Linked DNA regions of Mus musculus: all the other regions are linked to region 1. Evidence: chromatin contacts called from public Hi-C, HiChIP or PLAC-seq and promoter capture Hi-C data. All regions are on one chromosome and are shown on one strand. Each heading gives the region's core, a stretch centred on a gene start, on an enhancer-like site or on the middle of the called end of the contact. The rest is flanking DNA. Distances are from core to core; before and after follow the strand shown.

Region 1 (2,775 bases), core at 135-2,634:
AACATATCTATACATGAAGCCATTGGAAACATACATTACAGGCAGAAAATACACACAATTAAAAAACCCCACGAGGCTATGACTTTAAGTGTTTCAGAGAACACTAAATCCCAAGTTTCCAAAGTGTGGCTAGTGTAGGGCAATTTCTTTACACCTTAAAAACAATACAATTTACATGCTATTTTGACCCATATGCTCCTAATCCCCCCATGACTTGCAGCTGGGTATCCAAATGAGGGGAGGGGAATGTTAAGCAACTATATGCAACGTATTTTTATCTTGTTTGTTGTATTTGTTTTTTGTTTTTGAAACAAGATCTCAGACTGTAGTTCAGGCTTCGGGATACTGAGATGGCAGGTGTGTCGCTACAGCTCGTCAATGCACACGTTCTTTATATAATACTACACAGATCTTGTAAACGAAGTCTGGACATCAAAGCTTTATGGGAACTGCTAAGTGGTCTAAGGACGCGCCTCCGCGAAACTTTGTTAACAGTCCAGGGCCCCGACGGGGTCTCCAAGGGCAATTAGGGGCGCCTGAAGCCAGCTCTGCTCGAGTCTGGAATGGGCTGTGTGACCTTGGACAGGCTCCACTCTCTCTCTGGGCTTCAGTTTGCAAATCCGCACGTTGGAAGGTGAACCACGTGGTTCTCATGGTCCGGTTCCGCACAGAGCGCGGCAGCAAGCCGACCTCACCATGAAGGCAGCTTCCTGTGGGCGCGGCGCAGGACTTTAACGGTTCCCGTCCCCGCCCCCTCCGAGGCCCGCGAAAGGCTCGCTTTCCGTACACCGCGGCGAGTGACGGCTCTCCGTAGCGCGCAGTCCGAGCCACTCGCGCGCAGCTCCGCCCCACCCCGGAGGCGTCCCGTCGTGCTCCGCGCCAGACTCCTAAGAGCCTGGGCGCCTCCCGCCTTTCCGCGCGGCGGCGACCCCGAACTCCTCGCTTCAGTTCTCCCGGCGCCCCGTCCTATCAACGTCCAGGATCCCAGCCAATCCGACGCGCCTGGAGCCTTTACCTTCCGCCCACCCTTCTCCCCGCGCACAGCCGGGCTGAGCCCGAAGGCCTTTACCGGGCCAGCCCAATCAGCGGCGCGCTCTTACCTGCCCCACCCCAGAGCCCCTCCCCTCGACCAATAAGCACGCCCCATCCCGCTGCCCGCCCAGCCAACCGGACCTTGAAGCCCGCAGGCCAATGGGCGCGTGGCGGCCCTTCAACGCTAGCCGTCCGGCCAATCGGGGGTTCCGCGTGGCCCCGGCCGTAGCCAATCGCTGGGCAGCGCGGTGCCGCCGCGGAGAGGTCCGGCAAGGATATCCCTCCGCCTCCCTCCCTCGATCTCTCTCCCTCCCTGCGATCCGCCTCTCACTCACTCACTGCCGCCCTTCCTTTCTCCCTCCGCCGCCCGAGCAGCAGCCGCGCTCCGAGCTGCCCCCGGGGTCCCTCCCCCGCCGCCAGAGGAGCAGCTGCTGCCGCCTAGCACATTAGGAGGGCGGAAGGAAGGAAGGAGAGCGGGGAGGAAGGGGAGCCGGAGCGCCTGGCCAGAGGCAGCCGGTGAATGGGCTTGTGGTGACCCCCACCCCCCACCCCACCCTCCCTTCCCACCCGACCCCCAACCCCCATCCCCAGTCGGAGCCGCCGCCCGACAGGCCGGGCCGCCGTCTTGCGAGGAGTCCCCGCCGCCGTCACCTCCGCCATGGAGCTCATAACCATCCTCGAGAAGACCGTGTCTCCGGGTAGGACTCGGGGCCGGGGGGTCGGGCCGAGGTGACCGGGGTGGGGGAGGGGGTGGCCCCTCTGACCCCGCTGCCTCTCCCCCCATCTCTCCCGGCAGATCGGCTGGAGCTGGAAGCGGCGCAGAAGTTCCTCGAGCGTGCGGCCGTGGAGAATCTGGTGCGTGCCGCCCCGCCGCGCCCCATCCCGCCGCGTCCCCATCCCTGCGTGCGGCCCTTCCCGCCCTCCTGGAGGCCCAGGCCTCAGGAACCCACCCCGCCCCAGCTCGTCCCCCTACCCCCCCGCCCGGCCCAACCTAACCCCGCCATCGGGAAGCCGGTGGGTGTGTCCCGCCCCGAGCCCCGCGTCTGGCCAATAGCGAGGCGCGCCGGGGTGATCGCCGTCCAATCGCCACGCGGCCTGAGGGCGGCGGTGCTGCGGGAGGGAGAAAGAGGGAGGGAAGGGAAGTTAGGTTGCATGGCGCTGCGTGTTCAGCAAGGGTGGGGGTTGGGGAGCCGGGCCTAGGGGCCATGTGGAAGCTCTGCGCCCTGCCGCCTGCCTTGTACTGGCTGCGGCCGGCCTCTCCTTCCTGTCCCCTGGTTTTGAGGCAGTATGCAACTACTTCCCAGAGCCCTACCCTTCCCCAGCTCCCTTGGTCTGTGCTCATGGCCACGCCTGGCACCCGACCACCTCTGGACCCATTGCCACAATTTTTTTCTTTTTCTTGCCCATTATTATCCCATTCCTGGTCTAAGTGCACGAATGTTCTGTTTGGACTTAGGTTTTCAGAGAACTCATCTTTAAGGATCTCAGGCTGAGGCTCATTTCTGAGATTGAGCCTATTCTCTGATAAATCACAAATGTAACCCCGTTTTTCATACTTTCGGATTTAAGAAGTACATTTGAGAAAAGAAAAAGTGACTGACTTTTGTATAGGAAAATGTGGGATTATTGAAGCAGCCTATTGCCAGAATGTTTCTCCTCTCCTTTTTGGGGGAAGGGGAGGGAAGCGTGGATGATATGGAAAGTCTCTTTAAAGGTAGGAAGTTTTAAAAAGTGAAAAAAAAC
Region 2 (2,700 bases), core at 185-2,684, 1.7 Mb before region 1:
GAGTAAGAGGAGTTTGGGGGTCTGAACCCTAATTTCCTCACAGGACATCAGAGTCCTTACTGGATAATATCCTCCCCCGCCACTCCCCCACTCGCGTGCCCCAAGTTTTGCCTTGTGAAGATAAAAGATGACAAATCTGAGTCCCATCCCCGGGCTGATGGGGTGATCAAGGGCAGAACTGAGAGCAAAGGGTAGCAATTCTGTTGGAAAACATCCACACATACATGTGCACACGGTCCACAGGTAGAAGGTAGCCATCTGGCTGCAACATCGGGAGCTGGCATCAGGTAAGGAGCAAGGGGTACCATCCCTTCCATGCCAGCATGCTGGGCATCCTATCCAAGACGGGATGAATAGTGGAGGGGCAGGGCAAGAAACTTCCCAAGACTCAGTTTGTTGTTGTTGTTGTTGCTTTTTAAATTATTTCCATATGAGCTAGCCCCCACCCCCAGCCTTGCACACTGGGGAATCTGTCCCCCTTTCCCACGAACAGTAAGACAGCAGGGCAGTGCCCAGAGAGAAAAGGAGACACAGTTAAACTGATCTGCCAACCACCCCTCAACATACACACATCTGGCTAGCAGCTTCCAAGCCTCGTGGGTGGCACTAAATCCCAGACATCCTCAGCGAAGCAAGGTCGGCCAGTCTATTCTGTCCTTCCCTCACCCCAAAAGGCTTCCACAAGCCCCAAGTAACACAAAACTCAGGCGCGTCTCACCCAACTGCTCTGGCTCCCGCACCCAATTCTGACGGCTCCCCCACACTCCAACCGAGACACCAGCTGAGCGGGCCCCGCCCCCCCAGCCAGTTCCCTCTGGTGGGGGTGGGCCCCTGGCTGATTCTCCCCAAACCACAGGGCGGCTCAGGTAACAGGAGAAAGAGTAGGAGGGGGCTAGTCCGTTGGGCATCTGATCTCTCCCCAAACAGGTTTCAAGAAGTCTTTTTGTTTGGTTTGGGTTTGAAGAGAAAAGAGAGTTCCCAGCAGTAGATCCGCCACGACTGGAGCGCCGAGGACACGCGCGGCAGGCGGCCGCAGAAGCCTCAAGGCTGTGCGCGCGAAGACGCGGCGCAGACGGGGCTCCCCAACCCCGGACACGCCAGCGGCAGGCTGGGAAGTCCAGGAAACCCCAGGTCCCCGTCGAAACTGCCGGGCACCCAGTCCCCGCCCGCAGTTCCCATCCAGAGTGGGCCACCGGGCCCCGAAGTGTGAGAGAATCGAGGGTTCCCCAGGGTTCCAGGGGAGAGGTTACCTCGAAGCGAGGGGATGCAACCCGTCTGCGTGTCTGCGGGCACAGGGTCTGCCCCAAGCAGGCGCCGCGGCGCTGCCCGGCGTCAGGGGTGTGGGGTCCTCCGAGAGGAGCCGTCCGGGGGGCCGCAGCTCAGGGGCGCGGGGCGACGGCAGCGGCCATGGCGAGTCACGTGCAGAGGCTGAAACTTTACCCGGAGCCCTAGACTGGGGGGGGCGGAGGGTATGGAGCTGGGGTGGGAGGGAGGCCCCCCTGCCGCAGGCCCGCCCCTGCATGCCACGGGCCAATCACTAACCGGGGGCGGGTCCTCATGCTCACACCCGCCCCTCTCTCCTTAATAGACCCAGGGAAGGGCGAGTCTTAAAGGAGACGCTTCCAGCTAGTGGCCGGACCGTGGGAATCTGGGAGAATCCCTCCCTCAACACGCCAGAAAGAGATTCGGGGTGTGTGTGTGTGGGGGGGGGGGCGGTGTGAAGTTCAGAGAAAAGAATAAATTACGACTCGGCGGTGAACGAACCTCAGGGTGCGGGATCCTACACACACTCCCTTTCCCCACCCCCCACCCCGCTACACGCCCACACTCACAGAGACACACACACATCACACACACCTACCAAACCTGGGAAGAAAGGAGGTGGTGTAATATGGAGAACGCACTGACTCCTGCCCCAGCTGTCAAGTCTCTGTCTCTCCTAATCACAATCCTCCGGGGCCAGCTGAAACTGAAAGCTATCTGACCTTGAGCAAAACACTTGGCTCCTCTGGACCTTAGTATTTCTCATCTGTAAAGCCGAAGTACAAAGGGAAGACCGTCTTCTCCATAGAACATCCTTCTTTCCCAAACACCTCTCCGGCTTGAGTAGGTTAGAGGAAATTTCTAGCTCAACTGAATCCCTTCGAGTAGCTAGAAATATGGTCACCCCAAGCCAGCTCTTTGGACGGCCTGGAGTCGCTCTCCATTCTAGAAGACCCACTTGAGGGCCGAGGGCAGTTCATACATGTTCCAGGAGGACAGGATCTGAACCACACTCCATCTCCAGACCTCAATTCCCAACTGTCACAAGCCCCCTCCGGGCCAGCCGGAGGTTAAGGTTTCCACCTCTAACACTGCACTGGAGGAGGGTGAGTCCACTATGCAGTGCCTACCTCACCCGAGTTCCCGGGCAGAGAAGTGGCAACTGCCCCCCACAGGACATCCCACTGGCAAGGGAAGTGCCACACACCCAGGCCTCCACCCTGGGGACGCTCAGTCTAATCCGATGTCCGGATTTTCAGACTAAGAACAGGAGGTCCGAGGCCCATATGGGATTTTGTCCACGGTTGCATGGGTGTCTGAACCGGGCCTAGAACTAGAATATCTGCTTGTCTCTCTGTGGCTTTGCTCTGGCGGCCTTGGAAGGTAGGTAGCACAGCTCAGGTCCGTGGGACACTCTGTCCAGAGGTCGGACGCAAG
Region 3 (2,700 bases), core at 175-2,674, 1.8 Mb after region 1:
AAATTATTTGAAACTAATACTTCTGGACAAGTTGTTCAATTGTTTCTGATTACCCCTGTTTCCATATTGTCACAGAATGTACAACTAAACTGTACAACTAAATGTATAACTAAACTGAAACGCTATGGAAGAACTTACACACACACACACAATGAACCAAAAAGGTCCCACTAAGTAAAAGGGCTGAAATGAAGCTACTGATTGACAGCTTGATTTCTGTTTTGTTGTTACCTCAAGTCTGTGTGTGGCACTTATCCCTTCCTTAGCTACTCTGTAAAGGCAACTCAGAATTTTACTAAAGAGAAATTCCCACCTTAGTTTCTTTTTTAATGGACCTTTTAACAAATCCTTTTTAACAAGACTATCAAAATCCCCTGCCAGAATAACGAGTTGGACTTACTCCTAAACTTAGGGGAAGTTTGTAGTAAGGTTTCAGCATGACGACGGGAGTGGTGGAAAGGGAAGTAATACTAGAAGTAGAAGTAGCAGTTAAGTTTCAAAAAGAAGGGTCAGCGTGGGACACGTTGGCTCTAGGAGGCGTTGGTAGCCTGGGAGTCTCTAGGGCAACACCAGATGCAAATAGTGCTTTGTCCTTAAATCCCTCGCATAATTTAAATTCTCCCTCTCGGATCGGAGCGACAAGCTCACTATTGGGTGGCAAGTCTAGCGAAGAAGGCGGGCTCGTGGTCAAGGGGCTCTTTATCCCGCAGGTCCCTGCAAAACAGCAATGCGCATGCGTCCTGAAGCAGCGACCAGGCACCCGGAGCTCCTTCACATTCGAGCATGCGCAGTTCCCCATCTCGCCGCAGGCGACAGCTCACTATTTGGCAAGGGGGATGGGGTTGGGGATATGATGGTGAGGGAGGCAGGAGGCAGGGGGCGCGTTTGTGTTTCCAGAATGCTTGAGGTAGGAAGAACGGACGGCTGACTAGGCTCTGGCTTCCTCGGGCCAGGAAACCAACATAGGAAATGGGGCAGAGAATAGTACATTAGGAAAAGTGTGTGTTGTGGGGGAGGGTTTAGTCACTTCTCAAGGAAAAACCCCGCACCCCAACAGGCCAACCCCTTCTTCGACTCTTGACACACACATACACACACTCACCTGAGAACGGCGGCGACAGCTGCTGGTCCCTGTCCCCCTGCGCTCGCCTCATACTGCCCGCAACATCCGGGACCTGCGGGACCGCCGATACACAAATACACTCTTGGAGCGCGCACACACATACAAACACATACACACACATACACACACACACATACACACATACACACACACACACCACACACACACACACACCACACACACACACACCACACACACACACACACACACACATACACACACACACACACACACATACACACCGACACACACCGGCCTGGGCGTCCTGTCGTCAGCACGTCGACGCAGCGAGCGCGTACCCGCCGGGCCCCACCCCGCGCGGCCTCCTCCCCCCAGCTTCCCGCCCCGCCCCACCCCGCCTCGCCCCGCCCCGTCCTGCCCCGCCCCACCCCGTCCCGCTCAAGACTCTCCAGCTCCTCCTCTTTTAAGACTCCGCCTACCTTCCCTAGTGCGCAAGCGTCGCGAGGTGGTGCCAGGGCCCGGGAATTTGGGCGGAAGGCGGAGCCAGAGTGGAAAGAGGCGGGAACTCGGAGGGGGTCGCGTGCAGCGCGCAGAAGTTCGCGCTGAGGTGCGAGGCCAGAATGGAGGAAGGAAGCTGAGATCCAGGGACCGGGTGGGTGGAGCAGCAACAGGCATTTCGCAACTGAAACCTAGTTGTGCAGTTTGTGGATTACCGATGACTTAGCTCTTACTTTCTTTTTTAGGCAACTCTCAGCTAAAATACTTTTTAAAGAACTTTTAACATGTGTTTTAGTTTGTTTTATTTTTTGAAATAGGGTCTTGCTCTATAGGATTGGTTGACCTAGCACTCTCTTTGTTGACAGGCTGGCCTTAAATTCATAGAGATCCATGTCCAATAAGCCTAGCCTGCAAATGCTAACATTTATAAGGTACTTTGCTAGAGTACTGTGAGGCACACCTTTAACCCCAGAACTCGGGAGGCAGAGGCAGGAGAAGCTCTGTGAATTTAAGGCCAGCTTGGTCTACTTACTGAGTTCACAGTCAGCTAGAATTACAAGGTGATACCGCGTCTTGAAAACTAAATAAATTAGCATTTGACAACAATAACCAAAGAGCTGTTCTTTCTGGGAAAGGCAGAAGGGGTGTGTGTGTGTGTGTGTGTGTGTGTGAGAGAGAGAGAGAGAGAGAGAGAGAGAGAGAGAGAGAGAGAGAGAGACCCAATGGAGAGGAAGCTGATTCTGTGACAATTCCTTGGCTAAGCCATCCGGGTCCCCAGTCTGTCTCATGTCTTAGCTCCCATGGACCAAAAGTGATTCTGGAGTTGGGTAGAATTGTCTCAGAGCATCTTGGCCCTGGAAGAAAACAGTCATCTTTGTGTTACATTCTTCGATTACCTTAAACTTAAAAGAAAATATTTTATTACTGAATCAAGCTCTCAAAAGCAAAAGCAGACTGCCTCTTGCATACACATATCAAGCACACACCTAGCTCTGAGAGATCAACCCAGTGACCCTGTGGGTCATGAGGTAACAGGGTTGCAGCCTAATTGAGAGCTGCTTCCTGGCACCCTACTGCTTTCCAGGCCTTGGGACAGTCTCCAGGAGACTCTGCTCCTA
Region 4 (2,700 bases), core at 102-2,601, 1.9 Mb after region 1:
CAAATGGAAATTCTGATAGGGGCCTGTGGGGGTTCAGGGGATAAAAGCACTTGCTCTTTCAGCAAGCTGGATGACCCGAGTTTGATCCCAGAGACACCACAAAGGTGGAAGTTAGGAATCTATTCCCCAAAGTTGTCCTCTGAGCACTCACCTGGTCATGAGTGCGTGCTCAGCTCACACACACACACACACACAAATCTGGAACCAGAATTCTATCTTGGTAATTACTGAGGTTGCTTTGATTCCAGCAAGTCACTCTTGGTTCACCTTGGTTCTTTCAAGTCCTCTGAGGCTAAAACTTCAAGGCCTACAAACCACTTTCCAGACTTTTCTTTTTCGAGACAGGATCTAGCCTGGAACTGGCCATGTAGACCAGGCTGGCCGTAAGCTCATGATTTGGATCTGCCTGCTTCAAAAAGCATGCACCCCCACCCCCACCCCCCCACCTGGTTCCAGACTTTTCGTATAGCTCTTTCTTCTAGTCTTAATTTCTTCTTCTTATGGCCTTTTATTATTACTTGAATACCCACTCCCTTTCTAGTGTCTTTCAAAATACTATTTCTCTCTCCACTCAGTTCTTGGCTCTTGCATTTGTGCTACAGAGGTCACACGGGCTGAATGAGGTTCAACACTTCTCCGACTTTTGGTACAGCACCCTCACATTCAAACCACGTCCTCCGCCCCTCTCCGGGCCACCCAAAGATCTCAAACCAAAGCAGAGCACTGATAAGCCGGGGGCGTTTCACAACAGAGATAAACTGGAAATTCTTTGGCGCTCCGGCATCCTGAGAATGGCTCTGCATCATCTCATAACTTACTTCTTGTTCTCTTAACGCAAGGACAAGGCATAAAGAGAACACTCTACCCCACTTCAAGACCGACAACGACCCTGTCAATCCTTTATTCAAGCCCCATTCACACCACTCCGGAACACGGAATAGCTCTTACAGCAGTTCCTTGGGCAAAATATCTCTTGCCAGTTCGGAGTTTACAGAATGAACGGAAACGTCCTTCGGCCGACTAGGAAATGAAAGAGTTAAAGATCGACAACCTGATGGATTCTGGGGTTTTCCTCCCTCCACGCCACAAATTAAAACGACGAGGAAGGAAGAGTTTGCCCAATGTAAAGATGAAAACGGTTACCTTCAACTGCCAGACTTCTGCCCCAAACAATCATGGCTACCTAATCCCACACGAATGCCGCCTACCTAACTAAAAAGGTCTAGCCGAAGGTTTCACCACTGGTGCCGTCTCCTGCCCAATTCCAAAATGGCGCTGACTGGCCTCACTAAGAGTTTCGAGCTTCCCATGATCCTCACTGGCCTAAAGGTCAGGTGACGCAAGCCTCAGCCGGAAGTTAAGGAATAGGCGCTTCCAGCCCGCGGCGCTTGCGCAGAAGGCTCTAGACGCTGAGAGGTAGGAGGCACTTGGGATCGTCCGCAGGGTTTGGGACAGCTACAGAGGCCGCCACGGAGCCCGCCGGAGCCCCCGTTCCTGCTGGTGCTGCCGCCGCCCGAATCGGAACCGTCGGGCTGCAGCCGCCGGCAATGCCGCGAAGGAAGGTGAGAAATGGCAGAGAAGGGATGGCGGGTTTCTAAGGGGAGTCGATTGAGTAACGTGACGCGGTTGGCCACGCCTCGTCGTGCTTGGGTTCCAACTTTCTGGTCCCCCGAACCTAGCCTAGCTACTCTGTCTCCTCTCGGTACCAGACAGAAAAATGTGGGCCCGACCCTGGCCTCGGCCTATGCCTGTAACTATTCCCGCCCTCTGCTTGCCCGGATCGGAGGCGTTCTTGTTAATTGGTCGCGGAAATGTCTAGAAGCGTATTGATTGGATGGTGACGCCGCCTGTTTGGGCCCAACGGTCACCTCCCCGCGTGCGTGGGCGGTGTCTCGGTCTGGCCCCGGTGCTCTCCGACTGGCTGTGGCGAATGCTCTCCCTTCTCTTTATTGGCCCAGCTTTGCAGTCTGTTCTTGTGGCGGGTGCGGCTTAGCAAGGCCTGGATTGGGGCGACCAACGCCCCGCCCTTCCGGATAGAGATGGCGATAGGTGTTGTAAAGGCGAGTTGGGAAGACCACTTTCCTTTCCTGGTGGGGGGATTACAACAAAGCCGAGGATGGGTGGTTAGAAAGCCAGCGCCCACCCCCAAGGGATAGCTCGCAGGCCTGTTGCGTCTCAGTCACCGTCTTCCACCTATTTGTTCAGTTTGACATTTCCTGGTCAGTAAATGTTTGTTGAACTGTATGACATTTGCCCCATATGTTCAGTCGTAAAATGCAAAGAGCAGTGTTACGTGCTAGTTGCTAGGAATTCGAAAAGTATGCGTGATCACTGGCTTAAAGGGTTATCGCTGTTGAGAGAAGAACACAAAGAACCATAGTTCATACAGTCTCTGCTTGAAATTGTATACACTGTAAGAAAGCCGTTAACGTGGGAAATAAGTAAAGAGCTGATTTTCAGGGTTAAGCCAGGCAGAATTGATAGGTCATGGACGGGTGTCAGGGTCTTTGGCTGAGATGACCCTAAAGTTTGCCTTTTAGTGACATTCTGTGCCTCTATTTACTTGTGGTCAGATTTTTGAATGAAATATTTGGATGGATAGACGGTTGGTATTCATATTTCTGCAGAGATCACTCTTCATGGAAGCTTTCCAAGTTAAATATTTACATTAATGTCTCTTGCAATGACCAGAGTTGACAG
Region 5 (2,700 bases), core at 94-2,593, 1.5 Mb after region 1:
GCCACTTCTGACAATGGATCCGCAATGACAGGGGCCGTTCCGCAATCAGGAAGTGTGCGAGTGTGCGTGTGCATATATGTGTGTGTGTGTGTGTGTGTGTGTGTGTGTGTGCTCGCGCGTGTTCCTGATGTTGTTGTTGGGGGAGGGATGAGCTAGATGTAATCAAAGACCGGCCCGCTTCAAAGAGGAGCATACAGGATCTTAAATCCTAAAGACTGACTTCGAGGCAAAGCAGAGACATCTATCATTTCTACAATAGTCATCCCTCGACAACGAACATGTTTCATAGAGATGTAACAGGGGTATCCCTCTCTTTGGTGTCTCCGACCTGGGACTCTTTAGTAAAGCCTGATTGGAGGGGTGGACGAAGTGAGGGTGGAGAAAGGTCTGCATCGCCCACTGGGCTGAGTGTGGTGCTGCGGGTGGCGAGTGTACATCACATGCGTGTTATCTCCTGGTGCCACAATACTCTCGAGGGCTGGAGGTTTGGGCGCAACCGCACGGCGGGGGAGGTAGTGGGTGCAAGCCACCAGCTGCAGGGCAAGAGAATGCTCTCCTCAGCCTACTAACCCGTGCACCCCGGCCACCCCGTCAGGCCTCGAGGCGAACCCACTCGCTGCAAAACTGCAGCTAAGCTGGGGAGAGGGGGCGGGGGTACGGAGCCGGCACCCCGGGCCAAGCTGAGAGCGGCAGACGCGCAGCGCCCGGGGCCTGCCCGCCGGATGGGGGCTGCTCCGGCCTAGCGCACGCAGCTGCCTCGGCGCAGGCTCCTCCGGCTCCGCCAGCCCGGCCGGGCGCAGAGGAAACGCGGCTGCCAGGGCGCCGCCGCGGCGGGAGGCGAGAGCGCGGGGAAGGGGCTCCTACTCACCCGGGCCGCCGCCGCCGCCGCCACCGCCACCACCGCCGCTTCGGCGGCCCATCCCCGCGGCGGGGGCCTGTCGCCGCGCCGCGCCGCGTCGCTCCAGTCCCCACCGCCCGCCGTGCCGGCCCCTCCCCCTGCCCAACGTCTGCGCTCTGGGCCGATCCTCAGACCCGGCCTCGGCCGCCGCCGCCGCCGCCGCCGCAGCGCTACGTGGCCGCCGCTCCGACGTCTCGCGACTCCCTTCCGAGCGCGCGAGGCCGAGCGGGGCCGCGGAGCGGGCGGCGCGCGGGGCGGGCGGCGGGGGAGGGGGTGTGCTGTAGGGATGTCGTGCGCGAAGGGGGCAGGGAGGCCGGCGGGAGCGCGCGCGCGCGCACGCCCCTGCACGCGCCCCCCCCTCCCCCCCGCGCGGTCGGGATCCCGACACCTCCCCCCCCTACACACCCCATCCCCGGCTATGGGGGTCGGCGCGCATGCGCGGCCCTCGGCTCGGCCTGGGCGCACCTTTTCTCCCTCCTGCCACAATGTGAGCGCTCAGCCGAGCAGATAACCGCCGGCTGCCTGCTCCACCCCCGGCCCTTGCCCACTCCGCCCACTCCCGAGCGCCCAGGTAAAGTCGTGGGCTGCGCATGCGCGACGCTTAAGGGGGTGGGGGCGTGGTTTTCAAAAGGAAGCCTGAAGGCAGAAGACGAAGTATCTGTGGGCAGGGGGTTTGAGATCCTAAGAAATAAGAAAACGTAAAAGTGCAAAGGGGGGAGAAAGTGGAAAAGTGGGTCAGAGTGAGATTTGGAAGTAGATATCTTTGACTTATGGAATACGGTTCAAAAAGAAAAAAACCCTAATTGCTGGCCACCTTGTTAGTAGAGAGCAGTCAGTGAGTGACAGAAATAGAAGGGGCGACACTTGTAAGAAGTAGCCATCCACCAGACAAATGGGATAGTTGATTACAACTAGGGGGATTTAGAGACCGCCAGTATGGTAAGCAAACAGGATGGACTGCTGGGCTCATCCTGTGGCCAGAAATAGGGAAGTGTGTGCGTGCGTGCGTGTGTCTGTGTGGTCTGTGTGTGTGCGCGCGTGCGCTAGAGTCCCAGAACTGTTGCAAGAAAGGAAGGCTCCATTGGAAGAAGCATGACCACATTATGACTAATTAGCTATTAATCATTAATATAATTAATGGTACTATTAGCTAACAAGGTAGCATTTATCCAAGCTCAGAGCCAAAAGAGAGTGTCTGTAATTGAAAGTGCTTAGTGTACAGGGAGAGGAAATGACTTGGCAAGTGAAGTCTCCATGAAAAAGACCCAAGATGACATCCCTAAGATCAGGATAACCCTTCCCCACCAGAAACCAAACTTCTGAAGGTCTCTACAGCTTGAATGGAGCTCCTAACATTGTTGGTTTTTATTGTTGGGCTCTACTACATTTTTTCTTTCTTTCTTTCTTTCTTTCTTTCTTTCTTTTACATTGTGTGTATGAATGTTTTACCTGGATGTGTGCATGTGCACCTGTGACATTTGATGGATTCCCCTGGAACTGGGGTTATGAGTGGCTTGTAGGACGGGGGGGGGGGGGGCGGCTAGGAATTGAACCCAGGTCCGCTGTAAGAGTAAGAAGAGCTTTTAACTTCTGAGCCATCTCTCCAGCCCTCTTCTTCTAACATTAAGAACATAGGATATTAATGTTCTTCCACAAAAGCTGACCCCCACATCATAGAAACAATTTCCATATAGATGCAGCTAACTTTTTCTCCCAGAACAGCCGGCCATAACCCACTCACCCAAACCTTCGAGGGAATAAAATGACCTGAGTCTGGGACAAAGTTAGGAGCTTGAAGCTTT
Region 6 (2,780 bases), core at 234-2,733, 1.6 Mb before region 1:
AACCTTCAGATGATCAGTGGTTAACCCGGTCAAGATCATTGACCTTAACATTCAGCTTTCTTTCTCCTTGGTACCCCTAATTCCAGCTTTGAGGGTCTCATGTTGTTTAAGTCTCAAATCACTGAGCTCAAAGTGGTCCTCCTGGCTCAGTTTCCCCGTATGCTTTTCTCTGACTCCAAGGTAGCTTGCTTCCCAGGATTCCCAGAACTCTCTGGAGCTTCCTAAGTGCAAGTAGAGAAAGACTTAAGGTTAAAAAAAAAAAAAAAAAAGCACCCCCCCTCCATCCCCAAGTGTAGAGATTACAGAGGACTTGGAGATAGGAGCAGGGTGGCTGGGGCTTACTCGACTGCTTGAAGATACGTGTCCATCTCTCTTTACAACCCAAGCCCCAGAGAACAGACCCCTTCCCCCAGGCCTCTGTGTTTCTCACTCCTGAGATGACTGCTGCTCTGAGAGAGATGCTAAGTGCTTCATGTGCTCATTTATCCGCCATCTCAGGGACGGGACGGTCACAAGAAATAAGCAGTGAATGCCTGACCTTGAGCCAGTCCCTGAGATGGCGGTCCCTTTTCTTCTTCAGTAAGAGGAGGGAAGATCCTCACTCCCTCCTCGCTTAGTAGGAGCTTGCTTTGCAGCTCAAGTCAGCTTCAAATTCACGACAGTCCTCCTACCTCAGCCTCTCAAGGACGGTGATTGCAGGCACGAGCCACTACACCCTGCCAATTCGGGGAGTTGAGGGGTGGGAGTTAAATGATCCTCATGTTCTCCCTAAACTGTGGGCTTCTTCTGCTATCATGAAGCCCTGCAGAGAGCAGACCCCCCTCTCTCTATGAGGACCTCAGAGCACTTTCCCTTTGTTCTCCTTTTTATTTCCCAGACAAAGGGAAATGACTCACCCCAAAGTCACTTGAGTGGGCAGTGTGGTGTCATATAAGCAAACAGGGAGTCCCTAGGGATATCCCCGTGCTATGCCAGTCCTACCCGTGGGGGCTGGGGTTAGGGTGAAGAAGAGAAAGGGGTTTTATTTACACTGCTTGTCGCCCACCTTGTCACCATAGCAAAAGATGCTTAAGTTCTTGATTTAAGGGAAATCTCTCCTCCCAGCTTGTCTTTCTCCCCCTAGTCACCACTAACCTCAGGGTGAGGTCAGTTCTCCAATCACGTGAAGCTCTCACGTTTGCTAGGTTTGCAGAAAGGGCCTTTTAGCTTTGATCTTCCACGGAGCAGTAAAGCTTGCCAGGCCCTCCCCAGGAATTCACATGCCCTTGCCATACAAGGCTTTCCAAACACGCCACCCTGACTCTTCAGAAAACCCCACCCCAGTCCACTTTCAGCTCCTCCCCGCTGCCAGCAAGCACTTTTGCAAAGCAGAAAAGGAATAGGCACACTCCACCTACATTGTCAGTAGACTACAAATCCCAACAATCCTGGCGGTGCGCAGGCGCACAGATCTCAACGTGCCGGCTGCTGGAAAAGTGTGTCACTGGGGCACGAGGCGCTCCCTGGAATCACATGGTACCTGCTCCAGTGCCGCGTGCGGCCCGGGAACCCTGGGCTGCTGGCGCCTGCGCAGAGCCCTCTGTCCCAGGGAAAGGCTCGGGCAAAAGGCGGTTGAGATTGGCAGAGTGAAATATTACTGCTGAGGAAACGTAGCAGGGCACACGTCTCTCTTTGCGTCCTGGTGCCTCATTTCTCCATCACCTACTTACTTCCTGGTTGCAGCTTCTCTTCCTTTGGGACTTTTGCACCCGGAGCTCCAGATTCATTACCCTGCTTCACTGCGGAGCCTTCAGGAGTGGCATCCGGTGCACTGCAGAGACCCGACTCTCCTTGCTACCTTATAGCCAGAACTGCTGCAGGCTGATTCTTCACACACACACTCTCTGCTCTTCCCATGCAAATCAGATCTCAGGTGCCTCAGCGTCCTACCCTTCTGGAGGGCTGCAGTATAGCCACCCCAAGACCTTACTGCTCAGTGCCTGGAATCCTGATTGCGAACTGCGGGGCTCACTCGTCTCCCTCAGCCATTGCCCAGGGGGCGAGAGAGGCCATCACAACCTCCAGTTTGTGTCAAGGTCCAGTTTGAATGACCGCTTTCAGCTGGTGAAGACATGACGACCCTGGACTCCAATAACAACACAGGTACTGAGATTCTTATCTTTGCTCTGTCACTGTCTCCATTTCCATCCAAGGCTTATGAGAGGAACTTTGTAAGGGATTGGGGATTCCCTCTGGCTGGTGTTTGTTACTGTGCTAAGATGAAAGCCACTAGGTAAGATTTCTAAAGAGGGTTATTACGGCTGGGAATGTGCCTAAAACGCATCACTAGCACCCCCTGAGTTCCCCTCAGTCCGAGAACGGATGAAATGGAGGGTGGATACCAGTGGCGAGTGGAAGAGTTTAGGGAGACTCAGCATTTTGAAGCAGTCTCTGGACACGTCCCCATTTGCCCACTCCTTGCAGCTATAGTATGCCTGTCTCTTTTCCCTTTTCTACAGTTCTAGCCTACTTCCAGGTAGTCTTGGGAAGTGGGGCGATCCGGGCTGGTGGGTTTGCGTGACTGGGTCAGAGTTCACAGGGGAATCCTCAGCGGCAGTGGGGAGCTTCATTTGAGGAGTCGGGTGCTTGGGACTCATCTCCAGGCAGGGCACCCACAGCGACTTAGCCTGGGGAGGGCTCACATGGCTGCAGAGCCGGGCCCACGTGCTGCATTTGTTTTCATTCAGTAGAAGCCGTGGCCGCCATCTCATTGGTCATTGCCTCCCGGCCTCGTTACATAA
Region 7 (2,789 bases), core at 63-2,562, 1.7 Mb before region 1:
GGTTATTTGTTTCCTCTTAATTTCACAAGCACGCAGGCGAGTTCCATAACACTATAACTTCAAGGGAAATGTAAAGGACAGAACTAAGGAAATGAAGATCAAACCTAGGTTCCTTAGCAAATGATCTCTAGTGTACGGCTCAACCGTGAAATTCGGTACACACTTGGCAGCCATTATGAAGGCAAATACAGCTCTGGTTTTAAGAGCCAGGCACCTCAGCATCAAGGCAGGAAAGGCTGAGAGCTCAGTCACAAAGTCGCACTCACAAAGCGGAGGGCTTACCCAGACGTTTTCGGGGACTGAGAGGCAGAAGTTTTACGTCCACACACGGAGTGGTGGGTACAGGCTGGACGTTTCTAAGTTTTACTTCACAATCCCGGGAATTGGGTTTCTTCAGGGTATTAGATAGCTTCTTTTTCGGAAAACCGATGGTAGCTTGTGTCTGGGATCTGGTTTGAGGCATGATGGCCACACAACTGGATACAAAGGAAAATCAGGAGAGCAAAGAGAAAAACACACAGAGCAATATAAATAATTATATTGGGGACCAGCACTCCATAAATCACGTTAACATAGCATTTTTAACATTTAGTTGTGCTTCCCATGCAAATCTATGTAATAAAGGGTAACGTCTGTCTGCCTAGTACGTGTAACATTCCGTTATACACATATTACACACTACAGTCTTACCATACGTCAAATGTAGACACTATTAGCCCTCTCTTAAAGAGATAGTCACAGAAACACACGGCTATCACCCTGGGCACCCTGGGACCAGAAGCCAAGTTCTTACACTTGTATGATGCCAGAAGTCTGTCTCCATTTATTTCTATAATACTTTAGCTCCTTCCCTGCAGACATGTGAGACGTCTTTAGCACTGGTTTGGTTCCAGACCGTCACCTTTAGGCTCTCCCAAGTCCTGGGCAAGGGCAGCTGCGTCCTCTGCTCAAAACTAGCCAGCACTCCACCAAACTCCCGACCCCACCCTACACCGTTTCCTCCCAGCAGCTCTCTCCTTCCCAACGCGGCGTGCTCGAACCGCTTCTAGAGCTCACAACCCCCTCCCTGACCCAGCCTCAGACCCCAGGCGATTTCCCGCTCTCCACCGGCCTTGCTCGGACCAGCCTCACCTCTCTGGACACCAGACCTCGCGGAGCTTTGCACTCTTCAGGGCCGTGTCGCTCAGTGCACACTCCTCGCGTCTCGATCACCACCGTAAAAACTCTCCCGCCACAAATTCTACAGCAGCTGCAAAGTCAACTCGCGCCAAAGCCGCTCTACTTCAGCCTTCTCGTCTCCCGCCAAAGTCCAGCCAGGCTTCTGATTAGTTGTCACTCATCACCACGCCTTCGCCGGTGACGGCCGGCAGCCAATAGGACAGCCCCAGGTCTCAGCGACCACCACGAAGTCACACCCACTCGCCCGGGAGGGCGTTAACTTTTGAGACCTCGGAGGAAAGGCGCGCGTTTACGAGCGCGTCACGCCGTAAAGCCTGGCGGGAAGTGTAGTTTTTTTTTTTTTTTTTTTTTTTTTGCCTCTACGCACATCTACTTCCGTATTTTTATTTCTACTTTGTCCTCCACCCAGCCTCCCCACCGTTGCCTAACGTCCTCATTCTACTGGGCTACCTTTGCTCATCTTATCTGCCAAACATCCCTATTTTCATTATTCTGGTGGGCTAGATTTTAAGAGGGCTACAAGGCCTACTTTTTGGGGGGCGGTCCTGTATGGCATGAAGCAAATGAATGTATAAGGTCACAGAATTTTCTGTGGGGAGGAGCTGATAACTCGAACCAGGGTATTTTTTTGGGGGGCGGGGGGGCAAGTTCTAGACCTATCTAAGCAAACTGACATCATCTCACTATTTGTTGACTTGCGCTTGCTCAGTGAGAAACAAGTGCAACACCAAACGTATAATTTCAAGGTCATACATTCCAAGTGCTGCCTTAACATCCATCTAGCTACACATCATAGGGAGTAAAATTATGTCTCTTTAATTTGAAAATCTCTTATGGCCAAGCACTAGGGTCTGGGACCCAAGGAAAAGAGTTATCGGCAAGGCAAGCTGAGCATTTAATGAAAAATGTAACTAGAGCAGCCATTTGCAGGCAGGTCAGGCTCCAAGGTTACTCGGGTTCTTCTAAAGACCAGAGCCCAATTCTAGGTAATGGTAAAGTCTATGGGATTTTGTTCTTGGTTTGTTTTGTTTTGGTTGTTATTGTTTTCTGAGACTTTTTATTTGTAGCTCTGGCTGTCTTGGAACTACGTAGACTAGGCTGGCCTTAAACTCAAGAGATCTGTCTGGGTCTGCCTCCCAAGTGCTGAGATTAAAGGTGTGCGCCACCACACCTGGCTATAGGATATATCTTTTATTGTCTGATACCAAATAAAACAGACACAAAGCTACAAGTAGGAGCACAACAGCACAATCGCCAGTTACCTCTCATTTCAAATAGCTGGGAAGAGCCAACGTAAGTGTGTGGGTCTGAGCTCGTTATTTTACCTCTATCACCTTAATTAGTCTTTATAAGCACCCGAGGAAGGTTTTTGGTTTTGTTTGGTTTGTTTATTTTTCGAGACAGGGTTTCTCTATAGCCCTGGCTGTCCTGGAACTCACTTTGTAGACCAGGCTGGCCTTGAACTCAGAAATCCCAAGTGCTGGGATTAAAGGCGTGTGCCATCACCGCCCGGCTCCCTAGGAAGTTTTTATAACTAATTGTAAGAGCTGATATTTGCATTTTAAATAGTCTGACAGAAAACTAAACTCTTGACTACCTAATTATGGAGG

What was found. Promoter capture Hi-C pulls out the DNA fragments that hold promoters and counts their contacts. A called contact is a pair of places that touch in the nucleus more often than the background predicts. HiChIP or PLAC-seq counts read pairs in DNA pulled down with a chosen protein or histone mark.
Region 2: an HNF4G HiChIP or PLAC-seq map of pancreatic cancer cells shows a contact between it and region 1. The contact joins the promoter of Rara here to the promoter of Kpnb1 in region 1. A contact is called at or near these places in 2 of 39 promoter capture datasets (liver and pre-B cells), 1 of 484 Hi-C or Micro-C datasets (B cells) and 1 of 115 datasets of contacts at active chromatin or transcription factors (pancreatic cancer cells).
Region 3: a promoter capture Hi-C map of hippocampal neurons shows a contact between it and region 1, with 3 times the contacts expected there. The contact joins the promoter of Spop here to the promoter of Kpnb1 in region 1.
Region 4: a contact with region 1 is called in a Hi-C map of CD8 T cells, with 10 times the contacts expected there. The contact joins the promoter of Kat7 here to the promoter of Kpnb1 in region 1. A contact is called at or near these places in 1 of 39 promoter capture datasets (liver), 1 of 484 Hi-C or Micro-C datasets (CD8 T cells) and 1 of 115 datasets of contacts at active chromatin or transcription factors (pancreatic cancer cells).
Region 5: a Hi-C map of B cells shows a contact between it and region 1, with 5 read pairs. The contact joins the promoter of Zfp652os here to the promoter of Kpnb1 in region 1. A contact is called at or near these places in 2 of 39 promoter capture datasets (liver and pre-B cells) and 1 of 484 Hi-C or Micro-C datasets (B cells).
Region 6: a contact with region 1 is called in a promoter capture Hi-C map of the C10 cell line, with 6 times the contacts expected there. The contact joins the promoter of Nr1d1 here to the promoter of Kpnb1 in region 1. A contact is called at or near these places in 1 of 39 promoter capture datasets (the C10 cell line) and 1 of 484 Hi-C or Micro-C datasets (B cells).
Region 7: a contact with region 1 is called in a Hi-C map of B cells, with 6 read pairs. The contact joins the promoter of Cdc6 here to the promoter of Kpnb1 in region 1. A contact is called at or near these places in 1 of 39 promoter capture datasets (liver) and 1 of 484 Hi-C or Micro-C datasets (B cells).

The regions. Positions count from the first base shown.
Region 1 is chr11:97,186,501-97,189,275 of GRCm38.p6, reverse strand. Kpnb1 (karyopherin (importin) beta 1) reads left to right here and starts at 1,384. Exons shown (of 22, transcript NM_008379.3): 1 at 1,384-1,730; 2 at 1,829-1,887. The coding sequence starts at 1,691.
Region 2 is chr11:98,936,430-98,939,129 of GRCm38.p6, reverse strand. It overlaps Rara (retinoic acid receptor, alpha), which reads right to left and starts at 1,434. Exons shown (of 9, transcript NM_009024.2): 1 at 1,251-1,434. Gm46294 reads left to right here. Exons shown (of 3, transcript XR_003949771.1): 2 at 928-1,206; 3 at 1,589-1,867.
Region 3 is chr11:95,412,807-95,415,506 of GRCm38.p6, reverse strand. It overlaps Spop (speckle-type BTB/POZ protein), which reads right to left and starts at 1,424. Exons shown (of 10, transcript NM_001359107.1): 1 at 1,103-1,424.
Region 4 is chr11:95,308,897-95,311,596 of GRCm38.p6, reverse strand. Kat7 (K(lysine) acetyltransferase 7) reads left to right here and starts at 1,351. Exons shown (of 15, transcript NM_001195003.1): 1 at 1,351-1,562. The coding sequence starts at 1,548. Gm11520 (predicted gene 11520) reads right to left here and starts at 1,181. Exons shown (of 3, transcript NR_155298.1): 1 at 1,144-1,181.
Region 5 is chr11:95,711,397-95,714,096 of GRCm38.p6, reverse strand. Zfp652os (zinc finger protein 652, opposite strand) reads left to right here and starts at 1,343. Exons shown (of 2, transcript NR_045780.1): 1 at 1,343-1,469.
Region 6 is chr11:98,774,080-98,776,859 of GRCm38.p6, reverse strand. It overlaps Nr1d1 (nuclear receptor subfamily 1, group D, member 1), which reads left to right and starts at 1,483. Exons shown (of 8, transcript NM_145434.4): 1 at 1,483-2,142. The coding sequence starts at 2,112. Gm31862 (a long non-coding RNA gene) reads right to left here and starts at 1,449. Exons shown (of 4, transcript XR_880204.3): 1 at 1,046-1,449; 2 at 1-221.
Region 7 is chr11:98,906,324-98,909,112 of GRCm38.p6, reverse strand. It overlaps Cdc6 (cell division cycle 6), which reads right to left and starts at 1,312. Exons shown (of 12, transcript NM_001025779.2): 1 at 1,132-1,312; 2 at 283-476. The coding sequence starts at 463. RefSeq lists an enhancer at 2,472-2,789.